Linked DNA regions of Sus scrofa: region 1 is linked to region 2. The links are chromatin contacts, called in public Hi-C maps. All regions are on one chromosome and are shown on one strand. Each heading gives the region's core, a stretch centred on a gene start, on an enhancer-like site or on the middle of the called end of the contact. The rest is flanking DNA. Distances are from core to core; before and after follow the strand shown.

Evidence for each region. Hi-C and Micro-C count contacts between places; a contact is called where the count stands out from the background.
Region 1: a contact with region 2 is called in a Hi-C map of fetal skeletal muscle, with 3 times the contacts expected there. The contact joins two enhancer-like sites. A contact is called at or near these places in 1 of 5 promoter capture datasets (liver), 17 of 47 Hi-C or Micro-C datasets (alveolar macrophages, brain, embryonic fibroblasts and 10 more) and 1 of 2 datasets of contacts at active chromatin or transcription factors (skeletal muscle).

The regions. Positions count from the first base shown.
Region 1 is chr8:132,978,835-132,984,941 of Sscrofa11.1, forward strand. The region is part of intron 3 of ARHGAP24 (rho GTPase-activating protein 24); the gene reads right to left. Among named protein-coding and RNA genes, the nearest start is that of ARHGAP24, 520 kb to the right of the region's middle. Within about 2 kb of position 2,962, at least 11 of the 83 cell types and tissues checked have an H3K27ac peak or open chromatin away from gene starts, as enhancers often do. A contact at or near this core is called in fetal skeletal muscle, where this site is marked.
Region 2 is chr8:132,802,358-132,807,886 of Sscrofa11.1, forward strand. The region is part of intron 5 of ARHGAP24 (rho GTPase-activating protein 24); the gene reads right to left. Among named protein-coding and RNA genes, the nearest start is that of MAPK10, 360 kb to the left of the region's middle. Within about 2 kb of position 1,459, at least 2 of the 83 cell types and tissues checked have an H3K27ac peak or open chromatin away from gene starts, as enhancers often do. A contact at or near this core is called in fetal skeletal muscle, where this site is marked.

The DNA.
Region 1 (6,107 bases), core at 1,712-4,211, 180 kb after region 2:
CATTATCCTTCTCTTGGGAATGCATTTCATTGATTGTTTATATGTCCCTGCATAGACGCGCCTCCCTTTTAATGCAATGATTACTGCTGGGGAGTACCATCGTCAAATGTTGCCTCGTACAAGCCCTCACGTGGTAGTCAAGACAAAAGTGGATTTCTTCAGTATATCTGTCTATGCTCATACTCTAAAATACAGTCCAGACAGACCTGGACCAATCCCAGCTCATCCCCTCATGGGCTACATGACATTAAGCAGTTTACTCTTAACTTTTGGTTCTCCACACTTTCCTAATTTGTAAAACAGAGATAATTATCTTTTTTTTTTTTTTTTTTCCTTTCCACTAAAGGAAAGCTGGAGAAAAGAAAATTTGGCTTAGAGCTTCTTGGCAGGAGAAAAAAAAAACAAAAACAACTCAATTTTTCAAGAAATCCTCAGTGTTGTCAACTTCTTGGCATTCAGGCATTCAGCATGACACGCAATGCTGAATTCTACACTTAAAAACCCCCCAAACCCCTGCAAATCTATTGCCTCACACACCTTACAATTTATTAGGAGGGAGAGAAAATGAACATTTGAAAAATGTTGCTCTGATAGGGAAAATACGGAATATGCCGTCTCCTGAGGTTTCCATGCAATGTTAATGTAAATATCAATCCTGTTTATTTCTGATTCGGAATTTTGTGAAAAGGCTTTTCATGCAAAAGACCCTCAAGTTTGGGACGAAAGCGTAAGTTTGTGGTCGCTTAGATGGTACTTTATTCAGTGCATCATAGACTTCTGAAAACTTAAAGGCTATCACCCCATCCGTCGTGATAATTCACGAGGGCAAAAGAGAAGTTTTTAACACACTCTCTTCCTTTAGAATAAAGAAATCAGTGAACAGACAAATAAGCCAAGAATAAATGACTAAGTAATCCTGAACTCCTCCCTCTGACACTTGGAGGCTCCCGGGTCCTTGCCTTCCTGGCTGGCTGGTAGGTGGTTAGAAACCGACTCTCATCTGGGCCCCTTCCTGGGCTCCACCGTCCTCCACCTCTTGCCATTGGTATGTGTGCCCTGCTGAAGGGGCATCCGTTATTCCAGTGGCACTGAGATGAATCTAATGGCTTTTCTGTAAATTGTCAAACTAATAGGTTTTATCACCTGGAAAATACAAGAAACAGCTGTTTATGCAAGTGCCCTAGGCACCTTAGTTCATCGTTCTTGCAAATAATATTGCGTGGGCTACAACTCTGGTTTGCTGCACTCAGGGGTTTTCTTACTATGAGAAAATAATGGTATGGCCACCACAGCAGAATGTCAGTGATTTATCATGAGCCAGTGCTATAGTGCGTGTTTTTTCCGAACAAAATACCGACACCCAATCATTCCACTTGGAATACCGACTTCCGGCAACTATAAACTACCAGAATGTGGCAGTGGATATGTATATACACACACTCAAAATACTAATATAATGTTTGCAAAAGGCAAAAGTGATACTTTAAAAATATTTTATTTTACATATAAATAGGAAAATCAGCTGTTTAAAAGACAAGCTACTATGTCAGGAAGTTTTAAACATGTACTGAAAACAAAAAAAAAAAGCCATAGATACTCCAAGTTTTGATGCCATGTCATCTTGGTTTTCCTTTCTTTAAAAAAAAAAAGAAGAAGCATTTCTGACTCACTGATCTCCACTGTGGCCCGCATTAGGCCAATTCGGAATAGAGCGAATCTCTTTATTTTAGGCACACGGGAATTCTTTGCACAAGTGTAACAGGAAATTGCTTCCCTCTCTTTTGGTGGGCCTGCTGCTGGAGGAGCTTCTGGCTGTAAAAGAAGGCTGCAGACCCTAAGTGCTAAAACATGGGCCAGACACACCTGGACCAATCCCAGCTCATTCCCTCATGGGCTACATGACATTAGGTAGTTTACTCTTAACTTTTGAGTTCTCCTCACTTTCTTAATTTGTAAAACAGAGATAATTATCTTTTTTTTTTTCTTCTGTCTTTTTAGGGATGCACCCATGGCATCTGGAGGTTCCCAGGCTAGGGGTCTAAACGGAGACCTACGCCAGAGCCACAGCAACGCCAGATCCGAGCTGCATCTGCGACCTACACCCCAGCTTGCAGCAACGCCAGATCCTTAACCCACTGAGCGAGGCCAAGGATCAAACCTGCAACCTCATGGTTCCTAGTCAGATTCGTTTCCATTGTACCACGATGGGAACTCCAGAGATAATAATCTATCTCACGGATGTGTTTGAAGGAATAAGGTAGAGAAAATAAGCAAAGTAGCATTGTCACCTTTAAAGAAACGACTTTCATTAATAATACTATGTGTTAATTTATGTTAATTAGGCTGGTACAGAGAAGGTCGGAAAAGGAGGAGGCTGGCAGCAGGTCGTGTTTTGTCTCTTGCATCCATCTTTCAACAACGGCCTTCCCTCCTCATTCTCAGAAAATGTCCCCTGTGATTTTCCAGACATGAGCCAAGTGTTCAGAGTCAAATATTATGCTCACGTGTAATTGCATGCTATAGTTTTTATATAAAAATGGAATCAAATTTCTTAATGATACCAACAATCCCACAGTTCTGTAATGCAGCTTCGCTCCTTTGAGCACATCACTTTTTTTTTCTTGAATGCTGTTCTCTCTTCACCCATAACCATATGCATTTCAACTGGAAAGCTGAGTTTAAGCAGAATCCTGAAAGATGCATCCACTGATGGGAGTATTTATACTCACTAGCAACGAAAATTTCACCATGGCCACTGGCCAACTGGCGCCGTTCTCACAAAGACAATATAAAGGCTGTGAGACATAAACAGGAACTTTGGAGCAGAAGCAAAATAGCAGTGTTGATCATAATACAGCCGTTACTATGGATTCAGTCTTTCCTCTCTGCAGACACCTTCAGTCCACTGGTTGGTTCACTGAGAGCTCTGCTCTCCCCAAGAAAGGAGGAGTCAGCATCCAGAAGGTTAAATCCCCTGTGATGCCGAGGTGAAGAGAGGTCCTCTCTGCCGCCGGCTCGTTGGGGCGTTCTCTGCTCCTGACACCCTCAACGTCACTGCGTCACATGTACCACAGGCCTGGTGACTTCGCGCTTTTCCCATACTGCATTCATTTTTCGTTTGACCCAGGCATCAGGGCTTTCTTTTCTCTTCCTTGAAAAATAATCCTCTTCCGTCTACTCAGGTTTCCAGATATAACTTCCATTGGTTTCCCTTTAATTCCTTGCTCTCAGTTCTACAGCCCACCTTTTTTTGATTCCAACTTCCAGTTTAGAGGAACCAACAGAATTCACTTATAGAAACAAGAGGCCAATACAGATCCAAGCGTGCCCAGGGGCGCTCTCTTAGGGTGGGATGTGGGAGACCGCTGAGAAGTTCTGGGAGCAAAGAGGTGGGAAAAGGGGCGCGTTCTCAGCTACTCGGACGTGTGAGCACACAGTGAGACCATCCCCAGGCTTGGAGGAAAGGCCCTCGAACTATCTTGGCTGCACTGATAAGATCTGGATGCACATTTCTTTTTTTTTTTTTTTTTTTTTTTTGTCTTTTTGCTATTTCTTTGGGCCGCTTCCATGGCATACGGAGGTTCCCAGGCTAGGGGTCGAATCGGAGCTGTAGCTGCCAGCCTAAGCCAGAGCCACAGCAACGCGGAATCTGAGCCGCGTCTGCAACCTACACCACAGCTCACGGCAACGCCGGATCGTTAACCCACTGAGCAAGGGCAGGGATCGAACCCGCAACCTCATGGTTCCTAGTCGGATTCGTTAACCACTGCGCCACGACGGGAACTCCTGGATGCACATTTCTTTAACTGTGATAAAGTGTGGAATAACAAGAGGGAATCAGATCGGGAAGAACTCCCGCTATCTCCAAGCTGTTGTGATCTGAACCACTCTTGGGAGAGGTCATTGCACCTTCTCTGCCACCAGGAAAGCAGGGGACCATATCCGTCCAGAAGTAATCAGACGAATGTTCTCCTCATTACCATGTCTTCATTTTTCCTGTTGACAGTGCAAGGCCTACAGAGATCTCATTACTGTTGTTTTCCATGCTTTTGCTTTAAATCATTGATAAGCTCTTAGTAACACTGATCCCTGACTGCAAACAGATAGAGGCAGGGGGCTGAGGAGCATATTTTAGAAAGCAATCGGAACACAGCAAATATGCATCTGTCAAAACTGGAGAGCCCAAAATGTACACAGGATGCAATCGGACTGTTTTTAATTTGTGAACTACTTGGGGCAAGTCAGATCTCTTCTGAGGACAATTTGTAAGAATCACTAAAGTGATGGATCTTGAACGCTTCCAAGTTCTGTGCTTCTTGGCTCCAGGGCCTTCTGTTCTTCCTGCCTCCCACTATGATAGCAATTAGAGTCCACACAACATCATATGGCAATGATTTAATTGGCGTCAAATCTTGCTCCAAAGGTAAGTGTCACAGGCATTTTGGTCCAACTCCCCGCTTTTCCTGTTTGAAAGCAGATTACTCAAATAGCAGAAAGAAAACGTCATTTCTGTTGCCATATGGGAAGCTCGATGGTATAGTTAAAGAAAAGTTCAAACAGGAAATTCGAAGTTTCTTAGAACTGCACGTAAGATTCCATCCCAATATCAGAGGATGCCATTTCATAGGACTGGGACATTTACTAATAAGAAGTATAAAAAGCAAAATTCAGGTTAATGACTTCATCACAACTGCTGAATACTCTTCTAGCAGGATTGCTGAATATTAAAATAATGCAAACCTGAACCACATCAATTCAACCTGACTTCAGTTATCTCAAAGTTTAAACTTTGTGTATTATTATTGGGGATTAAAATCAGATAATCTCCTCATTGAAATAAGCTTTCAATGACGCTTCATTTAACAAAGCCATTGAATTAAACATGTTAAAACTTCATATTTAATTTAACAAAGGCATTGAATTAAACACGTTAACACTTCAATAAATTCAAACCAGAGGAAATAAGAAAGAAAAGTTTGCCATCCATGACGCTTTGGAGCATTCAGTTAACAAAACATGTTTTCCTCTTGTCTTTACCCTCCTCATCGTCTCCTGCTGAGTCAATTGCTGAAACCTGAAAATGGGGTTGGATTGTCTTTGGTCATATCCCAACTGATGCATGGTTGAAACAAAGTTTCTGAAGACAAAAACTCCTTCTTCATTCAAAAATAAAATTGATATGACACTTTTTAAAAACTGCTGTTTGGTTTTTTTAAGGTGGCTCCCGCAACATAAGAAGTTCCTAGGCTAGGAGTCTCATCAGAGCTGTAGCTGCCAGCCTACCCCACAGACACAGCAACACAGGATTCGAGCCTCATCTGCGACCTACACCAAGCTCTCAGCAACGCCAGATCCTTAACCCACTGAGCGAGGCCAGGGATCGAATCTGCATCCTCATGGATACTAGTTGGATTTGTTACCTCTGAGTCACAACAGGAATTCCCAATAAGGCACATTTTAAAAATGTCAGGTTGACAGCCAACTTCTGCCCTCCTTAATGTCTGTCTTGCTTATCCCCTCGTTCCACCGCCCCTGCCACTGCTGGGCTTCACAGACTCACTTGCCCAGACCTGGACAATTTCTGCTACTCCCTAACCTGTCTCCGCCTTCAGTCTTGGTCCCAGCCCTGCATAAGGAGAAGCTATTCTAATTGTGTAGCTCTGTGCAGACACCCCCTAAAGCGACCACAGAATGCGTTTCAAACTTCTTAGCACCCTGCAAAAGCCTTTTCCAAGCTGGGTTCAACCTTGATGCCAGAACTGCAGCCATCCATCTCTCTTCACTAGCCAAGCAGGTATCCATTCATTACTCTATTCCTTTTTGCCAGAATGTATTCCCACTACCTTCCTTGTAAAAAATTCCATCCGTATTTTGAGAATCTGTTCCAATGCCATTTCCCCCATTAAGTCGTTCCTGACTCTTTGGCAGAAAGGGATCCCCCCCTTCTTTACGTTCTCCTGATATTTGGTTATATCTTTCTCCTCTAGTCCTTATGAAACTCTGCCCCTAAAATTATTAGTGTATAAGACCAATTTACCTAAAGTGATTCTGACCCAAAGGATCCCCAGATGACACATAGAGAAAAATAGGGATTGGGATTAATATTT
Region 2 (5,529 bases), core at 209-2,708:
ACTGAGCCACGACGGGAACTCCTGATAACATGCTTTGCGACCACTGTGTTTGTGCTATCTTAACCTTGTATTTATGGCAAGCGGCACTAGTTTTCAACGAAAAAAAAATAAGTTCCTTTTATAACAAAATTTATCTTAAAAACAGTGAATCAATTTAAAGAAAAATATCAGTAAATCAAATATGGGTGTTATAAGAACACGGCTGAAGTCAGCATGGTCCTACAGGAATGATGGAAGCTTAACTACACCTACTACATTAATCTCGTCAAGCCACCGTAATCTCTAAGAACTGCATCAAAAATAGTAACATTGGAGTTCCTGTCGTAGCTCAGTAGTAACGAAGCTGACCAGTACCCATGAGGACACAAGTTTGAGCCCTGGCCTTGCTCAGTGGGTTGGGGATCTGGTGTTGCCGCGGGCTGTGGTGTAGGTTGCAGAGGCAGCTGTGATTGTGTGTGGCTGTGGCTGTGGTGAAGGCTGGCAGCTGCAGCTCCAATGTGACCCCTGGCCTGGGAACTTCCACATGCTGTGGGTGTGGCCCTAAAAGACAAAAACAAAAACTAAAAAAGTAATGGTACCATAGCAAACAGCTGCCCAGGACTTTGGAGGGCTGGCCTCAATGTAGATTTCAGAGAATCTTTTAGGTTGCTGAAAACAGGTAGCTCTTGTTTGCCATCTATCCATTTAGGGCTTGCCTTAGGCAAACTCCTAGGGGCCGGTTCCTTGCTCTTCCAACCCTTTGCCTATCCACATGCCCTCAAGCTACCACTTCTTTCTTCCCTTTCTTTCATCAAACCCAACCTGTAGATCTTAGATTCACATTATGATACAAATGCTCTCTACCTGCAGCGCGTGACTCAATGCCCCTTGTCTTGAGCTTTTTCATGTGCATCAGAGTGTAGGTGCAATGATACACTTTTCAGGTTCTAAAATTTCAGACCCTTTTTAGCAGATAGGAAATTTTACATTTCACCCATCAACTGTGTTCTCCAGAAAGTAATTTATCTTCCGGAGGAGCGTAAGACCTGCCCAGCCTAGGCAGCACCAACGGGGTTTCCAGTGGTGCCATGAGGTTGATTTTTCCCCCCATTTCACAAATGAGAAAACTGAGGCAGTTCTCTCCCATAAATGAGCAGGTCTTCCCACAGTCTAGCTATTTCCCAGGTTGTGGTTAGGGCACCTGCATATACGAACTACCTGAGAATATGTTTGAAATGCAGATTCCTGGGTATCTTCCAAGGCTTTAAATCACAATGAGAGCCAGTGGGGTCTGGGCACCTGAATCTTAAGATCTCTCTCTGGCTCATTCTTTTAACTAATGTTTGACAATGTTTGACTGTGTCTGTAGGGCTCCGCCTTTCAAGTTCACTTTCTACAACTCAGGTCAGAAACGCTCAAAACCGTATTGTTATCCAGAGGGTAAAATTAAAATGTGTCTGGATTTTCGGTCTTTTAAATTTTAGGCTTTTTTTTTTTTTCTATTTTATCTGTGTAGTCTTGCAGTTTGTTTAGTAACCCTAATCTTAAATCAGTCACCAAAACAACTAAAAAAAATAAACAAAACAGGCGAGGAGGAGGAGGGCTGAGGGCAGAATGACCTCAGTGTAAGCGAGGGCAGCTGGGGTACCTCAGACAGCAGCTGTTTTATGGGATTCTTGGACAGAGGGTGTACAACCACCAGCTTCTCCAGGCTTCTGTCCTTGTGCTTGAATGCTGTTGTGAGTGCACAGCTATTTTGTTGCTGAGAAATTCATGCTACGATGGTGACACCCACAGGGCCATTTTTGACCCTACCTTCCCAGCTCTTCCAAACTGTATCTTCTTTAACAGCTGATACCATCTGGAAAGCTTTAGGAATGAAATAACACTTGGCTTTTAATCTGATTTTACACATTCTGCATTTCATTTTTGTCCCTTCAGAGTGGGAAAGTTTAATATAAAATACTATATTTTAATTATTTTTTTAACTTCTAAACAGAAATAATGAAGAAAAGAATGGTTAGGAATGCCACCATCTGTTGTTTTTTTACAGTTGACATAAACTGATTAAATCCAAATTCTTTCAGGTCGATGAGTGTCCTTTCTTGCAGAATTCACTTTCGCCTAGGAGTCTGTGGGAATACGCCATGTAATTGGAGGAACAATGTCATGCATACACAATCTTAAACTTGAACCTCGGAACTGGGAAAACAGTAGTTGGCATAATTAAAGGAGAGCAGAAAATGCATGATTTCCTAAGAGCTGGCACATGCACTTGCAATCTCAAGTAGTGTATATTCCAAATTTCTTTTTTTCATCATCCTTTTTTATTCCTATAAGACAAAATATTTCTTCTCATTCAAATATGAAATATTAATTTACAAATGGATCCATAGCTTCAGAAGTGCAGGCTGACTTATGGACACGGATGCTCATGAGCATAGGATTGATATATGCAAAATATTGAAAGCAACAATAAAGGCAAAATTAGACTAACCAGTATGATGGTACGGTGAATTATTATACTGTCCTTGAAATTCTGTTTGTGAAAATTACATAGTGATATGGCAAGTTATTTATGATATAATGTTAATAAGAAAAGGTAAGATGTGGAGTTCCCATCGTGGCTCAGAGGAAATGAGTCTGATTAGCATCCATGAGGATGCAAGTTCGATCCCTGGCCTTGCTCAGGGGGTTAAGGATCTGGTGCTGCCATGAGTTGTGGTGTAGACTGCTGACATAGCTTGGATCTGGCATTGCTGTGGCAGCTACAGCTTCAATTGGACCCCTAGCCTGGGAACCTCCATATGCTGCGGGTGCAGCCCTAAAAAAAAAGAAAGAGAAAAAAAAAGTAAGATGTAAAATCTGTGCAGTTCCAATATTTATTTATATAATATCTGTATTTAGACATATCTATATATTTAAATTGCTACATCTTTCCTTTTATATTCTAAACTGTATATAAAATATTACAATTTAAAATACGATGTTTAATAATACATTAAATTTTAATAACTACTTTATACTTTTATAAGTTTTAAATGTTATTTTAAAAGCTTACTTTAAAATTCAAATTTTAGGAGTTCCCATCATGGCACAGCAGAAAGAATCTGACCATGAGGTTGCAGGTTCGATCCCTGGCCTTGCTCAGTGGGTTAAGGATCCGGTGTTGCCGTGAGCTGTGGTGTAGGTTGCAGACACGGCTTGGATCTGGCATTTCTGTGGCTCTGGCATAGGCCAGCAGCAACAGCTCTGATTAGACCCCTAGCCTGGGTACTTTTGTATGCCATAGGTATGGCCTTATAAAGACAAAATAAAATAAAATAAAATAAAATAAAATAAAATAAAATTCAAATTTTAGAGCTTAATATTAGACCTACAATAGTACTAGGCCTTAAAATTAAAATCAGAGATTATCTGTGCATAATTCCTGTGAGAATTTCTTTCCAGATTTTAATAAATATAAAGATGAGAGCTAAATCCAGTTAACCCTTTAGTGAGGTATAAGCTTTATTAGAATAAGCACGGGAAAATACTTATTCATTTTCATTCTTCAACATATTTTACAAAGAAAAATTTCTGTGCTTTGCTTTATATCCTAATACCTAGTCAAAATATTATGCACTATCTGTACTTTTAAATTTAAATTCTTTTTAAAATTGTTTTGATGGTGAGCACTGGTGAGATTAACTTGAACTAGCAAATGTTCCCCGTTTTTCCTCACAACCCCCAAACTGAAACTCTAGCTCGGACTTAGTCATGTGAAATTCTAAATTCTGGCAATTAATTAAAAAGGGGGATGGGGCAGCACACTCTACCTGGACACATTTCCAAAAATAATCTCACTCTCCTTGGGAAATTATGGATTATTTATTTCAGTAATTACCAGTATAGTTTACAATTATATTTGGCCACAAATATGTTACTCTTTTATTTCACTCTCTGTGGATCTGGGAATCCTTTTTTTTTTTTTTTTTAATTGGCAAAATCCAGTAATGTGCATATCTACCTCCCTGAGGGATTCGAGCTTGACAATTTATTTACTAAAACAAGCATATTCGGATTGCGAGAGTGTGATGTATTTTGGGTTTCATCCTTAGCTCCTGATCAGAGCTCCTAAAAACCTTGCAATTTCCTAAATTAAAAGAGTAATAGAAGCATCTTTTGTTGTAAAATTTGTTTTTTATCCCCAGTCCCTAAAATAGATCTGGAGTGAGGAAGGTGAAAGACTATGTTATTCATAACAAGCCCCTTTCAACCGCATCTGAATTTATGTTAATGAGGTGACTGTGGGATGCCCCTAAGGATGATGGGGTTGAGGTGGGTAGAAGGAACCAATCAGGTGATCAGAAGGTTGGAACTTTAGTCTCCCCTTTCAATCTCTGGGGAGGAGAGAGGGCCTAGAGATTCAGTTCAATGGCCAATGACCAAGGATTTAATCAACCATGTCTTTGCAATGAAATCTTCATAAAATTATCCTCACTGAAGGGGTTCAGAAAGCTTCTAGGTTAGTGAACAGGTGCATGTGCTGGGAGGGTGGTACATCTGGAGAAGGTATGGAAGCTCTGTACCCTTCCCCAAATCTGTCTTATGCATCCCTTTCATCTGTGTTCCTGAATTGTGTCCTTTTATAATAAATCAGTAATCTTGGAAATAAACTGGTTTTCCTGAGTTCTGTGAGCTATTTTGTAACTGAACTAGAGGAAGCTCAGGTTTATGGCTGGTTGGTCAGAAGTACAGGTGACAACTTGGGACTTGTGATTGTAATAGTGCCTGAGGTGAGATGGGAGCAGTCTTGTTGAGATGAGCCCTTAAACTGTGGGCAATGACTCTGGGCAATTAGTGTCAGATTCGATTAACTAGTAGGATACTCAGTGGGTGTCATCAAGTATTAGAGAATTGCTTGTTGTGGAAAACCTACATATTTGGTGTCAGAAGTGTGCTGTGGGTGGACTAATGGAAAATATTAGTTTCTCCCCACAGAGTGACCTTTCTTCTTTAACATGTAAATGAAATTATTCCAATTCTTGTTAAATATCTTTCAATGGATTTCCATTTCACTTAGAATAAAAACTACATTTCTTATTGTAACCTACTGGCCTATACAGGACCAGCCTCTTTCCCCTCATCTCCAAGGAGCTCACTGGTTTTATGGAGGAAATAGTACAAACTACATGTACTTTTTCTGAAAATACAGGTAGAGGGAACACTTTTCAGCTAATTTTGAGGCTGGAATTTCTTTGATAACCAAACTAAAGAGATTACAAGAAGAGAAACTGATAGGTCAATAGTCTTGATGAATATAGATCCAAAAATTCTCAACAAGTTATTTCCAAGTCAGATACAACAATATATTAAAAAGGTAATACATTACAACCAAATGTGGTTTATCCTAGGAATGTTGGTTTTAACATCTGATAATTAGTCAATGTAATTCACCCCATTAGCGTAATAAAACAGAACTCAGATAATTTCTGCAATAAATGCCAAAAAAGTGCATTTGATAAGGTTCAATTCTCATTCATTGTTAAAATCGTCAGAAAACTAGAA